Regions from separate parts of the Mus musculus genome. Here regions 1 and 3 are each linked to region 2. A link is a contact called in public HiChIP or PLAC-seq data. All regions are on one chromosome and are shown on one strand. The core of a region is the stretch at or near the end of the contact, and the rest is flanking DNA. Distances in the headings are between cores, read along the strand shown. Region 1 holds the start of Acin1 (apoptotic chromatin condensation inducer 1). Region 2 holds the start of Ajuba (ajuba LIM protein). Region 3 holds the start of Lrp10 (low-density lipoprotein receptor-related protein 10).

What was found. HiChIP or PLAC-seq counts read pairs in DNA pulled down with a chosen protein or histone mark.
Region 1: an H3K27ac HiChIP or PLAC-seq map of trophoblast stem cells shows a contact between it and region 2, with 38 read pairs. The contact joins the promoter of Acin1 here to the promoter of Ajuba in region 2. A contact is called at or near these places in 8 of 39 promoter capture datasets (3T3-L1-derived adipocytes, embryonic stem cells, hematopoietic stem and progenitor cells and 4 more), 21 of 484 Hi-C or Micro-C datasets (B cells, the Ba/F3 cell line, the G1E-ER4 cell line and 11 more), 11 of 115 datasets of contacts at active chromatin or transcription factors (the 230-238 cell line, the SCID.adh cell line, effector CD8 T cells and 6 more) and 3 of 9 other capture datasets (adipose tissue, liver and pancreatic islet).
Region 3: an H3K4me3 HiChIP or PLAC-seq map of embryonic stem cells shows a contact between it and region 2, with 31 read pairs. The contact joins the promoter of Lrp10 here to the promoter of Ajuba in region 2. A contact is called at or near these places in 12 of 39 promoter capture datasets (the 3T3-L1 cell line, 3T3-L1-derived adipocytes, the HPC-7 cell line and 9 more), 1 of 15 datasets of contacts at CTCF or cohesin (CD8 T cells), 10 of 484 Hi-C or Micro-C datasets (double positive thymocytes, effector CD8 T cells, embryonic fibroblasts and 5 more), 13 of 115 datasets of contacts at active chromatin or transcription factors (bone marrow-derived macrophages, effector CD8 T cells, embryonic stem cells and 8 more) and 3 of 9 other capture datasets (adipose tissue, liver and pancreatic islet).

Annotation. Positions count from the first base shown.
Region 1 is chr14:54,684,303-54,688,660 of GRCm38.p6, forward strand. Acin1 (apoptotic chromatin condensation inducer 1) reads right to left here and starts at 2,629. Exons shown (of 19, transcript NM_023190.3): 1 at 2,167-2,629; 2 at 709-774. The coding sequence starts at 2,478. 1700123O20Rik (RIKEN cDNA 1700123O20 gene) reads left to right here and starts at 1,869. Exons shown (of 2, transcript NM_021437.2): 1 at 1,869-2,818.
Region 2 is chr14:54,575,671-54,579,701 of GRCm38.p6, forward strand. Ajuba (ajuba LIM protein) reads right to left here and starts at 1,991. Exons shown (of 8, transcript NM_010590.5): 1 at 562-1,991. The coding sequence starts at 1,594.
Region 3 is chr14:54,462,570-54,467,051 of GRCm38.p6, forward strand. Lrp10 (low-density lipoprotein receptor-related protein 10) reads left to right here and starts at 1,578. Exons shown (of 7, transcript NM_022993.3): 1 at 1,578-2,042; 2 at 2,335-2,379; 3 at 3,005-3,140. The coding sequence starts at 2,006.

The DNA.
Region 1 (4,358 bases), core at 1,379-3,878, 110 kb after region 2:
AATAACAACAACAACAAAAACATTTATGCACAAACTCTTAGAAGAAAGTTTTTTTCCTAAGACAAACCGGCAGAGTAGTTATAAAACAATGACCTAAGTCAGACTACTCTTCCTATTACAGGTAAAGAAACAAAGGACTCCAAGTGTTAAGTATCTTGTCCTAAGTAATCAAAGTATTAAAGATGTTTAAGAGAAACTACAGATTGTTAAGCAGTTAGTCCTAGAACTAGGGGGTTACTAATAAGGTATCAAATTCTTTCAAATAAAACTGTATTTTTTAAATTCTTTTTCTTTTTTTAAACTCCATGTCTTTATACAAAATTGAGGTTGATTAGAATTCAACTGTCTGAGGGCTGGAGAGATGGCTCAATGGTTAAGAGGCCTGGCTGCTTTTATAGAGGACCCAGGTTCAATTCTGCACCCATATGGTGGCTCACGGCTGTCTGTAACTCCAGTTCCAGAGGATTTGACATCCTCTTCTGGCCTCTGTGGGGACCCTTTGGGAGGCAAATCACCCATACACATAAAATAAAAATAAACCTTAAAAAAAAAAAAAAGACATCAACTGTCTAGTGTGAGATCACTTGCAATAAAAATAGTTTAAGAAAATACTGCTTCTGATGACAAGGAAAACAACACCATGTCTTCCCATTTACTTACTATAGTCTCCAAATAGCCCATTCTATCTAAACAAACCTTTTCTCTTACCTGTGAATTTGGCTGGAATGCAGCATGGGGTGTTGAGTGTTTTTGTAAATTTTCTAGCATTAGAGCCTGGTATAAAGAAGAGCAAAAATCAGAAACCGGGAGGGGGAACAAAAACGCAATCCAGGTCTCTACCTCTCCCACAGCCTTCTCATTCAATTACTTAAATATACATTTATACTATATTCCTTTCACCGAGACTAAAAGCCCTTTATTAATACTGTTCTCATTCATCTTCATAAGTCTCTTAAAGGTAGCCATGGTTACTGCTCCCAAATGTAAAACACAGGCACACAAAGAATCAGTGACCTGGCTATGTCACAAAAATCAGCAAAAATGACAGAATCGGAACTAGAATCTCTATTATTGTCTGCAATTTTGACTAGGAGCCACTTCTAAATCCGGTAATACAGGCAAAAAAAAAATTCCAAGTACTCAGAACAAGTTTCAAATCACATAAAACCAACAAGAGGCTAATTTGGATTTGACTATTATTTGATTAGTTTTTCAGAACTACAACTACTTAACTGAACTTGCACAACTTCCAGCAGTGTAACACCCGGACAAATAAAATGTATTAAAAATTTCACAGGGAAACTAACCACAGACCTTGTAACCAGTGGTCTGACCTAATCCACACCCACCCACAAACTGTCAGCTTCGGGATAAGCAACGGTCTGTCAACTCAAACCCTGAACTGACCCAGAGTCCCCATCAGTATTACGAGTCACGTATGCTAATGAACTCTAATAACACTAGTTCAGCTCACCTTCTTTCCCTCCATTTACACCAAAGCGATACACAGTATGTGTACCTCCCGACAAGCTCACCCTCACTACTCAAACCGACACAAAATCCCCAGCCTAAAGTAATCTGTCTCACCTCTCGTACCAATAGCCACCAAATACTTATCCAGACTGCTGCTCGATTCCCTATAAATTAGACAGCCGTCTCTGACCAAGTCTTTCTATCAAGGTTTCCTTTCACTTAATCTAGTCGAGCGGACATTTTTTACCCTATCACAAATGTCCTATTGCAGACATAGACAGCAACCCCATCCGCCCAACTGTATCCCTAACTCGGACCCAGCCCTGCTCGCCCCCTTAAGGCCAGCCACACCGGTGGTTGTAGAGGGATTTAACTCCTTCTGCAGCGCATGCGCCGACAACACAGACACAAACAAGGAGGGGGTGGGGGAAGAAGGAAGGAGCTTAAGACACTCCGGGAGAGTAGCGCGCACCCTCCCATTTTGGGCTCGCGCCGCTGCCGTTAAGGCGGGAACCGGCGTTATCTCTATCCCAGCGCCAGCCACACCAACCACCGTGCGCGTGGATCTGCAGGCTCGCGCTGGCGGCCTGAGAGAGCTCGCGCCGAGCCCGGACACTGCGCCTGCGCCGCGGCGGAGACTCGTCTCTACCGGGTCCGCTCCCCTCCGACACCTCGGCAACGCTGACTTCTCACCCCTTTGAGCCGCTTGACCAGGGCACTCTTCTGCCCGCTCTTGGCTAGGCCTCGCTGCTCCAGTGCGGCCTTCAGGTCGGTCACCCGCAGAGCCTGAAGAGGCTTCCCGTCCAGAGTCACCTCCTCCAGCTCCGCCATCTTGCGTGAGGTACTCGGGTCCGTCCCGACGGCTTCGGGCATCTTCGGTAATTTCCGCCAACGCCCTTCGAACGGACCGGATTGGCCCCGCCCACTGCCATAGTCTACCCCTCTATTACCGCTCAGAATTCCCCGGGTTTCTCCGGAGCTGTTCGGTCGTTTCCGTCCCCACATCGGTACCAATCGGCTTTTTCCATCTACCTAGCGGCTGGCCCCTCCCATCTGGCTTTCAGGCTCGTTTGTTTTCGGCTTGCCGGGGCTTTGAATCGAATCTCTTCGGAAGCCCTCGAATCTGGCATACCCATAATCGGAGATATTCGGCTATCTCCGGACCTGGGGGCCGGGGCGCTGGGGCACTTGGGTATTTGGGGCTGGTTCCGGACCGGAAGTGCGTGGGTTACTGGGGGCTGGCTCTGCTTCGGGTTTTCAGGAAACATGGAAGAGGCTCGGAGAGTTGGAGCAGGAGCTGAAGGACTCTTGTGATCTCTGGGCGTCTTCCAAGGGGAAAAGGAAGGTAAGAGGAAAAGAAGTCTCTCCTAGGCCAGATGAGACTTGGTGTCTGCAGGTTTTTGGGGACCCCTCCTGCTTCCATCTTCTATATCCCGGCCATTCTGTGTAAGAAATACTTTGTCCTGTGGGGCTAAGGAATGAGAGACCTGCGGCTTCCTACGTGGGAAAAAGAAAAATCAGGTCTTTTGAGTTTATTAATGACAATAACCATGGAAGCCATGTAGCAAGACCCTGGGTTAAAAATTACCTTTCTCTGAAAAAGAGAAGTTTTAGGAGAAACTTCTCCCTGTAGAGCCACTTTGAAACTGGCAGTCACCCTGAACCGGGACTTAGAACTTACGTTTAGGGATTCTATTCTTTGTCGATACAAATCTTCCAACTTGAAGAGGTAGGAACAGCAGTAGTAATTACGGTCATAGAGAGGTGAAGGTTTTCGTTGTTGGAGAAACAAACTGTAGGACGGAAACATTTTGGAATAAGTTGGCTTACATTTGCACACATAATGCAAAGTCAGTGGCACTTGCAGGTATAAACCATTAAGGAAAACTGTTCAGAGATGTGCATCAATAGCACACTTTTTAGGCCAAGTCAAGAAAGCAAAGGCATTTTTTTTTTCAGAACCTGAAAAAAGTTAGTGTGGCTTCTGATTTTCTGCTACCTTATTTGAGACAAGACTTAGCCTGCTCTAAAGTTTACTGGTGTGGTACAGAATTTAATAAGGGGGTCATAGAACATAAATTTTTTAAAACAGATTTCAGAGACTGTGTACGCATTGCACAGAGGGTTCTTGCATCATGTCTCTCCAACACACACACACTTGTGTAACTGTGGAACAAACTGTTAGGGCCAGTTGCTTGTACCAAAGTTTAAAAAGCTGCACACTTTAATTTTAGAGAGAGAGCAAGCAAGATGTGTTTTCTGTGTGGGTTTTGATCATTTCTTTCTTTACTACCCAGGTTGCCTCAGCTGCTTGCCTTTCCTTATTATGTGTTTGGTTCTTTTCAAGACAGGGTTTCTCTGTGTAGCCCTAGCTGTGTTAGAACTCATTCTGTAGACCAGGCTGGCTATGAACTAGAGATTGCTTGTGAGTGCCTCCCAAGTGCTGGGATTAAGGGCTTCCCCACCATCTGGCTTGTTTTTATTATTTTGTGTATATGTGTGTCTGTCTATGGGTATGTGCCTGTCTCACAGAGTTCAAAGTTCAGATCAGGAGCTGAAGCTACAGGTGGTTTCAGGTCACTTGATGCACGGGTTCTGGAGAGTAGAAAGTGAATCGCTAGCATCACAGAAGTGCTGTGGTGACACTTCACAGTTCAGACTGACTATAAAATCAGAAGGGATGTGGGGAGAGAGACTATAGGTAGGTGGCATGCCTGCAGTCTGTAACACCAACAACACTTCAAGGCTGAGGCAGGAGAATCTTGAATTTGAGGCCTGCGAGATTTTTCTCTAAGACTCGAGGTAACTGAAAATAATTACTCTTCTCTTGGTACAGGAACCTCTGCCCCCAAATCATTCAAACCAAGACGTTCAGGTGTCTGTCA
Region 2 (4,031 bases), core at 741-3,240:
GACAGCAGGCAAGACTGCGCGGGAGCTAGCAAACATCCCCCAACGCAAGCACACGCTCCCCACCCCTCCGCCTGGCGGGCGTCGCCCACGGCACCTGGAGCGCCAGGGCAGGAGTCGGCACGCACGCGGCCGCCCGCCCCGCCCCCCGCGCATTCCCCGAATTCCTACGGGTGGAGCAAGGAGCGGGTGGGGGCGCGGCACGCCGGAGCTTGCAGGAGCCCAGCCGCGAGGGGGGCGCGAGAGGATGCTCTCCTGGCCCCGCAGCGCCTCCTCCTCCTTCCGAGGCCTCCTACTGCGACAGGCCGTCGTGCCACGATGCTTGAGAAAAATGGGACTCCCGAGAAAAATCAAGAGTTGAATTTGTCAGGGATCATCAGCCTGGTTCCATTAGAAACCTGGCTGGACTGAGCAAGTGCTCTAGGGTCCGCCCTTTTCCATATTAGAAAAATCTGGGGTCTCCACCTGCAACTCCCGGCCCCAGCAATTTGTGCTGTCGGGGCGATGGGTAACCGCACACATTGACCGGTCTCTCGGTTCCCTAGCTTCTTCTTTCCTACTTACCAAAGTAATCTTCTCTGGCCTCTGGCTCCCGTATCCGTGATCGGGAGGCCTCTGGAACGAAGGGACCAGGAGACTCCTCCAGACCCGACGGCTCAATCCCCGAGGGTTCCCCGCGAGCACCCGCTTCTCGCCCACCGGTAGCCACGGTCAAACGCAGCAATGCTGTTAGCTCGTCCTGGTAACGGGCCCCCGCGGCGCAGTCCCCGTAGCCTGTAACCGAGTGTCGTCCGGGTTGCGCCCCACGTCTCTCCAAAGGACCCGCTGTTCCCACCACGGCTCCGGTTAGAGCTCCGGGGCTGCCCAGGGCCGGGGGGTACGAGTGACGGCTCTCCTGGCAGCCGAATCCCACGGACCGATGGGCACATAGTCGGTCCAGGGCAGCGTGGAGCTCCGGGTAGGCGGACGGAGCCCCTCCAGGGTAGCCCGCAGGAGCAGTGGTCAGCGGGAGGCCGAATAGGCACGGCCCCGCGGGCAGCGGGCTCCCGTGGCGCTGGTCGTAGCCCATGCTGATGCCGCTGGTCCGATTGCTGCACGGCCGGCTACCTCCGGCTCCGCTGGCCCCGGCTCCGTCCAGCAGCAGGCTGCCCCGGGGGCTAGATGGCTTGCTCGCATCGCTGGCCGAGCTACTGGCGAAGCTGGAGCGAGGGCTAAGGGCTGGAGCCGTGGTCTCCAGCCGAAAATCAGGAGGCGACGACAGAGGCAGAGGCAGGGCTCGAGTGGGCGGCGGCCCCCCGGGAAAGGACCCTTCGAAGCGCTGCGCTTCAAAGGAGCCGCGTGCGTTCCGCTCGGCGTCCAGGGGCCCTTGCTCCCTGGCCGGTTCCAAAGGTTCATCTCCAGGCCCCCCATTCGCTCCACGGTGTCCTGACTTCCTAGGTCCCCCCAACCCGCTTAAGCGTCCCTTGCCTGCTCCGGGGGTCCCATCAGACCCAGACCGGCTCGCTTCGCCCTTTCTGCGGCCGAACTTGGCGCTGCCGGAGTCCGAGAGTCTCAACTTTTCTAGCAGACGACTGGCTTTCTCCCCTAACCGTTCCATGCCCACGGATCTGGGGCCTGCAGCCCCCTCCTCGCCCGGCACGCTGCAGTGTTTCGGCCAGAGGCCGGGCTCGAGTTCCCCGGGGCTCGGATTCCTGGGATGCAAGTCACTCACGGGGGCTCAGCGAGCGGCCCAGGTGCCGGGTGCCCGCGATCCCGAAGCATGCCCCAGCGAGAGGGTCCGCGCGCGGCTGGCAGGGCCCACGGTAGCGGCTGTCCTCCGCAGGTCTGTCCACGCGTCCGCTCGCGCCACCGCCCGCCGGCCCGGCCCGCCCCCCTGGCTCTCACTTGCACGGACCCAACTTCTCCAAACTTTTGTCTGCCTGGCCGGATCTACTTTCCGGGAAGGGCGGAGCGCGGTGTGCACCCCGGGTTGAGGTGTCCGCGCAAGGATTTCCTGGGCATCACAAGCAGGGAACTGTGGAAGCTGCCTCCGAGGTGGAGAGCTGCAGACAGGACGTAAAAGGTCAAGGGGCAGATTGGGCAGCTGCGTCCACAAAATTCAAGAGTTTAGACTGGGGGAGGGGGAGTGAAAAGGAACTCTTTGTTTACAGTTGGAATGCGCGGAGGGGCACTGTGGAATGTATCCATCAACGTTGGGAAGAAAAGGGCTTGTTCTACAGAAATATCGTGATACTGTTCCTAGAGTGAGGACTGCGGGGGAGACGGTGAGAGATGTCACAGAAGTGATAAGACAGGGGGCCAACCGTAAGAGGAAGATGAAAGGTGGATATGTAGGAGGTCCAGAGACCCGTGTGTAAAGATAGCTCTGAGAGGCAAGGAGGCGCAGGCAAGAAGTGTGGGAGCTGCAAGACCAACGAATGCATAAAGCAGGGAAAGGACAAGTTGGTCCGGAGACTTGAGAGACAAACAGATAAGCTGCAATAAAAAAAGCACTTTCTAGCCCCATGATTCTCTGATGGTGGAGTGGGAGGATACGAGGTTTATGTGCTTATATGAAAAGAAGCGAGGAAAATAACAGGCTGATCCCTGTCGCTAGAGGGACAAGAGGAAGATTTAGTGTGTACATAAAAACACGGAGAAAGGTTTTGGACTAAGGCAACCCTAAGGGCAATAGAGCGAGACACGGGAAGAGACACCCCCTGGTGTTGAGAAGTGAAACTTTTAGCGAGCATTTTAGGTGGCTAGAGATCAAAAAGTGTGATTTTTTCAGGCAAGGTTACACTCTCCCAACTCCGACCCTCTCATGGCTTCCTCATAAGAGGCTGATGGCAGAGTGGACAGCCATTCTTAAGGGGAGTGGACTAGATAAATGTTGAGGGTGGAAAGGGGTAAGACGTAATAATGACCAATGATCAAGGAAAGACACGCTTGACTAAAACCAGAACCAGGCAGCTTTTGTTTTCTATCCAAAAATAACACCTCAGATGGTGAGAGATAGGAAATGGTGGGAAATTACTTTCTTTCCACCCACCCCCAAACGGGGTGGGGGTGGGGGTGGGGGTGGGGTTCCTCTGGGTAGTCCTGGCTGTCCTGGAACTCACTCTGTAGACCAGACTGGCCTATAACTCAGAGACCTGCCTGCCTCTGCCTCTCACGTGCTGGAATTAAAGGTCTGGGCCACCACATCTGGCTTCCTTTTTGTATTTAGGGTCTATGAAAATGACACGCACACAACTCATGCATATTATTTTCATTTGTATATTTTGAGAATCTTTTATAATTTTATATCCCTAGGGAGTGGGGAGGAGAAGGCAGGCATTGCGTACCTATTCACAGCACTGAGAAGTCTGAAGCCAGGAGAACAGATGGTTTGAGGTCGGTCTGGGTTATGTAGTGAGTTCTAGGACAGCCTGTGCTACATAAACCTTTCTCTCAAAACAAAAAGGCCAGGGATTCTGACACTGCAATTAACCCAGGCACTCAGGGAGGCACAGGCAAGATGATCTGTGAGTTCAGTGTCAGTCAGGGCTACGGGGCGTCCCCAAACCACACCAAAAGGACAAGGAAACTGACCTCTTTGTCTAAGTTGTATTTTAACTCAGAATTGATTTCTCTAGATAGCCAGTCTGTCCCTGGTCAAGACTACAGCTTTTCTCTGATCTCTAAATTTTCCTCTGAGGCTAAAAACATCAGTAACGAAGTAACCTGTCAGGTTGCAACCCATTGTGGGCAGCTTTTTCACAACTAGCATGAGGGTCCTGCCCAACCCCCACCCCTACCCCCTGATGCAAGGATGATTGAGGGTCTTCCAGGGATGTCTGAGGTCTCAGCACACCTCTAATATTTAGAAGTTTTGACTTTGGGGGTGAAGAGGAAAGTGACCCTGTTATTTAGTTTTTTGAGATGGGGTCTCTCTGTGTTATCCTAGAATGGTATGTAGAGCAGGCTGGCCCTGAATTCAGAGATTCTCCTGTCTCTGTCTCGCAAGTGCTGATTAAAGCTGTGTACCACCACCCTAGATGAAAGAGAAGAGG
Region 3 (4,482 bases), core at 328-2,827, 110 kb before region 2:
ATAAAATCTATCCTAGAAAGTAGTCAGGTGTTAAAATTCTTGTTCCAGCTGGACATGGTGACGGGTTTATGATGCCATCACTTGGAAGTAGAGGCAAGAGAACCAGGAGTTCAAAGCCAGCCTAGGATACAAGAGACCTCTCAAAAACAAACAAAGTCTTTGATCTGAGGATTCTAGAATCTACCATGTCATCTCTAGCAGCAGGGAGTCTGGTCCAGACAACTTGACTGAGTCTTGTTGTCTGAGTCTAGCTCTTTTATATGCCAAGAGTTTGATTTAGAAACAAGGTATCTCAACTATTTGTGACTCAGTTTCCAACACTGACTTCTCAGAGGTGTGGTCACCTTTCAGTGAGATAATATATGCAAAATGCTATGATTAATACCTAGCAGATGGTGAGTGATTCTCTAGAAGCACTGAAAATATTTGTTGACATTTATTTTAATCATTCATCCACACACACACACACAAGTTGCAATGTATGCCACAGCACACAGGTAGATGGCATTTATTCATGTTTCATATACACATCACAAGTAGCCTGATGATAAATTTAATCAAGTATTTTTAGCAATGCTGAAGATGAAACAAAGTTTTACTGTATGGAATTTCCCACCTGTGGCACTATGTTGGTGCTCAAATTGTTTAAAACAGTGGGAGCCATTCAGATTTGAATATTCAGATTTGGGGAAGGTATTACTAAACTTCTCCATGCCAGCACTTCCTTATCTGTAAAATGGAAGTAACCATAGACTACCTCACAGGACTGTTGACAAGAGGAACAAACATCTCGCTGTTAAATATTTACTATATGTATACTAAATGTACTTAGGTATAAGCCTGAAATGTGAAAAAAAATATTCAACTTGTTATTCTTTTGTAAATATTACCCACCTGTGCCACAGGAAACCGGAAACCCACAAAATTTAATAATACTACCCTGTAACTGAGAATAATTGTTGCTATCAGATAGAAACACCTCACTTCCTATGTCTGCCAACGTGCTTAGGGCTCAATCTACAATGTTACCCTAAATGTTCACAAGTACCATAGGAGGGAGTCACACTATCATGACCCTCAATTTTTACAGGACTGCTTGAACGGAGGAGTAATTTTCTCAAGTTCACGGATCCAGCAAGTGAAGCCATATTATGTCTTTACCATTCGTAGAGATCACTGCATCTCAGCAGGAGAGCAAGCAACACTCTTGGGACAAAGGTACCCAGTCTAGGCCCCAGCCTACAGGAAGTGTCAGTTTCCAAAGCTGAGGCGGGGGCGGGAGTGATGAATAAACATTGTAACAGATAATTATAATAGCGCCTGGTAATTGGTTCAGTAAAGGCTTACTACCAGAAGCGCTACGGGATCTAAGGCGCTGGGTGAAGAAAAAGTACTGAGGATTTAAGGGTCCAAAGACACGTAGCAGTTACGGCGGGAAAAGCAGACATCCTTTGACAAGACACATCTGAAAGATAACGCAGGCGGCAGCCAAAGGGCGATCCGGAGCGTGACGGCAAAAGCAACCCGGAAAGGAGCTGAGCGCAGGTGGGCGTGGCCGCGCGGTGACTGGCAGGGGTGGGGCCAAGCTGGCCGCGCCCCTCGTCGCCGGCTGCTGGGCTTCGGCCGGGGTCCGCTGGGGCACCGCGAGCTGTGCAAAGCCGCCGTCCCCTAAGGGCCGCGGGGACCGAGCCGCACGCCGGCTCGGGGACGGGCAGTCCACAAAGTTTGGTCCGCGGAGGACGCAGCGTCGAGCCCGGCAGGTGCGGCCGGGCCTGGCCGGGGCGCTCGCGGCCTTCCGGGCGAGCACCGCCGGGCACTGGTAAGGAGCGATCAACTCTGAAGTTAGCAAGAGGCGTCACGCCTGTTCCTCTCCGCCGTGCGTCCAGCCCTGGCACCCCGAGCCTGGGTCGCACCGGGGCTATGCAGCCCCCACCCGGCGAGGAGCTTCCTGCCAGGTAGACAAGAGGCGCCCCGGGACCCTGCCGGCACCCCTGTTCAACCCAGGATGCTATCGGCCCTCCCTCTTCTTTTCCTCCTCCTCGGTAAGAGTCCCCGCCCCGGTGTCACTGCCCGCCGTCCCGCGCCCTCCTTGGTGACCCACGACCCCTGCGACCGCCGCCCCGTCGAGCCTCGGCCTCCTCTCGGGCTGTCCCACACTGTCCCTCCCACTCACAGCCAGGGAAGGCGACCTTTCGGCGAGGTCACGCACCTCCTTCCGGCTCCTCTACCCCTTCCTATAAACTGTCCGGAAGTCTCAGATGGGCCTCCCCTTGGAGTTGCCCAGGTGAAGAAAACTTGACTCTCTCTGCTGCCCTTTCTCGATTCCCCCTCTAGGAGGTGCTCTGGCCCGCCCAGACCGGATCACTTTCCCACGTTCTGGTAAGTAAAGCGAGTTCCTAGGGTTCTGGGGCATGGGAATGAAGATGCACCCTAGAGAAAAGAATCTCTCCCCTGGATCCTGGAGTCTGCTGTAATTTTAGAATAGGTATCATCCATTACTTTACAGAAGGGGAAACTGAGGCTCAATGTGAACTGGCACCTGGTAGTTGTTAAGAACCATCTCGTTTTTTTATGTGTAATATCCGTGTTTTGTCTCCCTAGTTAGGGTAAGGTCTTCCTGAGAGTAGAAACAGTATTTCTCTGCCAACTGACCCTGTGGCTGGCACAAAGCCTACAGTAACATTACTTATAGTGTGAATACTTAAGATGAAGTATAAAGAATATGGAAAAGGAGTAGGGTTGTCAACTCCTATAATCCCAGCACTTGAGAGGCAGAGGAAGGAGAATCAGTTCAAGGCCAGCCTCAGCTATATAGTGACTTTGAGGATATCCTAGGTTACAAAAGGTTTTTGTTTTTAAACAAACAAACCAAAAAAAAAAAAAAATGGAGAGGGACCAGTTGGCTGTAACTGGTGGGTGGAGATTTTTGCCATCTTGAGGCATTCAGAGGGGAAGAAGAATATTAAAGAACTCTACCAGTGTCTCCCCCCCCTTCTCCCTCTAGCTTGTGAGGCGCCCCCAGCTGTGCTCTCAGAAGTACAAGGCACTTTACAGAGGCCTCTAGGCCGGGACAGCCGAAGCTCCCCTGCCAACTGCACCTGGGTTATCCTGGGCAGCAAGGATCAGACAGTAACTGTCAGGTGAGAAATAAGGCAAGTCCCCATTTCTCTCTACTGCCCCTTCCCTCTCCCTCTGAAAAAGCCTTTGATCACCTTTCTATGATATTACCATCCTTGTCAGCAGAAGAGAATTTGGTTTGTCTGGGTCTGCTGTAAAGGCTTAGCTATGGTGGATATTTAGCTTGGGGACTGTCCATCTCAAAAGGACTCTAGAAATTATTCTGGGTTCAGCTAGACTTGTGATGAGTCCCTGAATCATAGTGTGGCCTAGTTGTTAATCAACTTAGTCCCTTCCTCAGGGTTGGGACTGTATTACTAGCTCATTGGTGGAATGCTTGTGTGGAGTGTGCAGAAGTCCTGGGTTCAGTCTCTAGCAAAACAAACCTTCTCTGGGTCTGCCTTTCTGCATTGCACTACTCCATCCTTACTCTCCCCTCCCCCTTCCTCTCCTCTTCCCCTGTCCCTTTTCCCCTCCCCTCCCCCTCCCCCCTCTCTCTTCTCACATCCTCTCCCCTTATCTCTCCTCTCCTCTCCTCTCCTTTTTTTTTTAAAGATTTATTTATTTATTTAATTTATCTGAATACACCATTGCTCTCTTCAGACATACCAGAAGAAGGCATCAGATCCCATTACAGATGGTTGTGAGCCACCATGTGGTTGCTGGGAATTGAACTCAGGACCTCTGGAAGAGCATTCGATGCTCTTAACTGCTGAACCAGCTCTCTAGCCCATCCCCCTCCCCTTTTTCTGGTTTTGAGACAGAATTTCACTGTGCAGCCCAGCAGGTTGGTATTAAGTTAGCTCCATCTCATCCTCCCAGATTTTGGGCTTTCCTGTGGAGTCACTATGCCCAGTATTCCTTTTTCTTTTTTCTTATTTTTTGGTTTTTGGTTTTCATTTGGTTGGTTTGTTGTTTGTGGTTTCTGTGTGGTTTTGGTGGTTTTTGTTTTGTTTATTTTGCTTTCAGTACTGGGAAACAACTCAGGGGTTCACACATCCTAGATGAGAGCACCCTACCTCTAAGCAACAATCCCAGCCCTGTACCCCTAAGACTCCTCATTGGGGCCCACGTCATTTGGCAGTTTGCCTCATACATTTCACTTGATGAGAACTTGCCCAGAGAGCAGGATGGTAGTGGCACACGCCTTTAATCCCAGCACTCAGGAGGCAGAGACAAGCTTAGTCTGTGATTTCGAGGCTAGCCTGGTCTAAATCCTGAGTTCCAGGATAGCTAAGGCTACATAAAGAAACTCTATCTCAAAAACAAAATAAACAAAGGAAACACAAAAGAATTTATTCAGAAAGGTATATAAAGGAGAGAACAATCTAAAAAGAGACTGTTGACCCGTGGTACAGCCCTGGG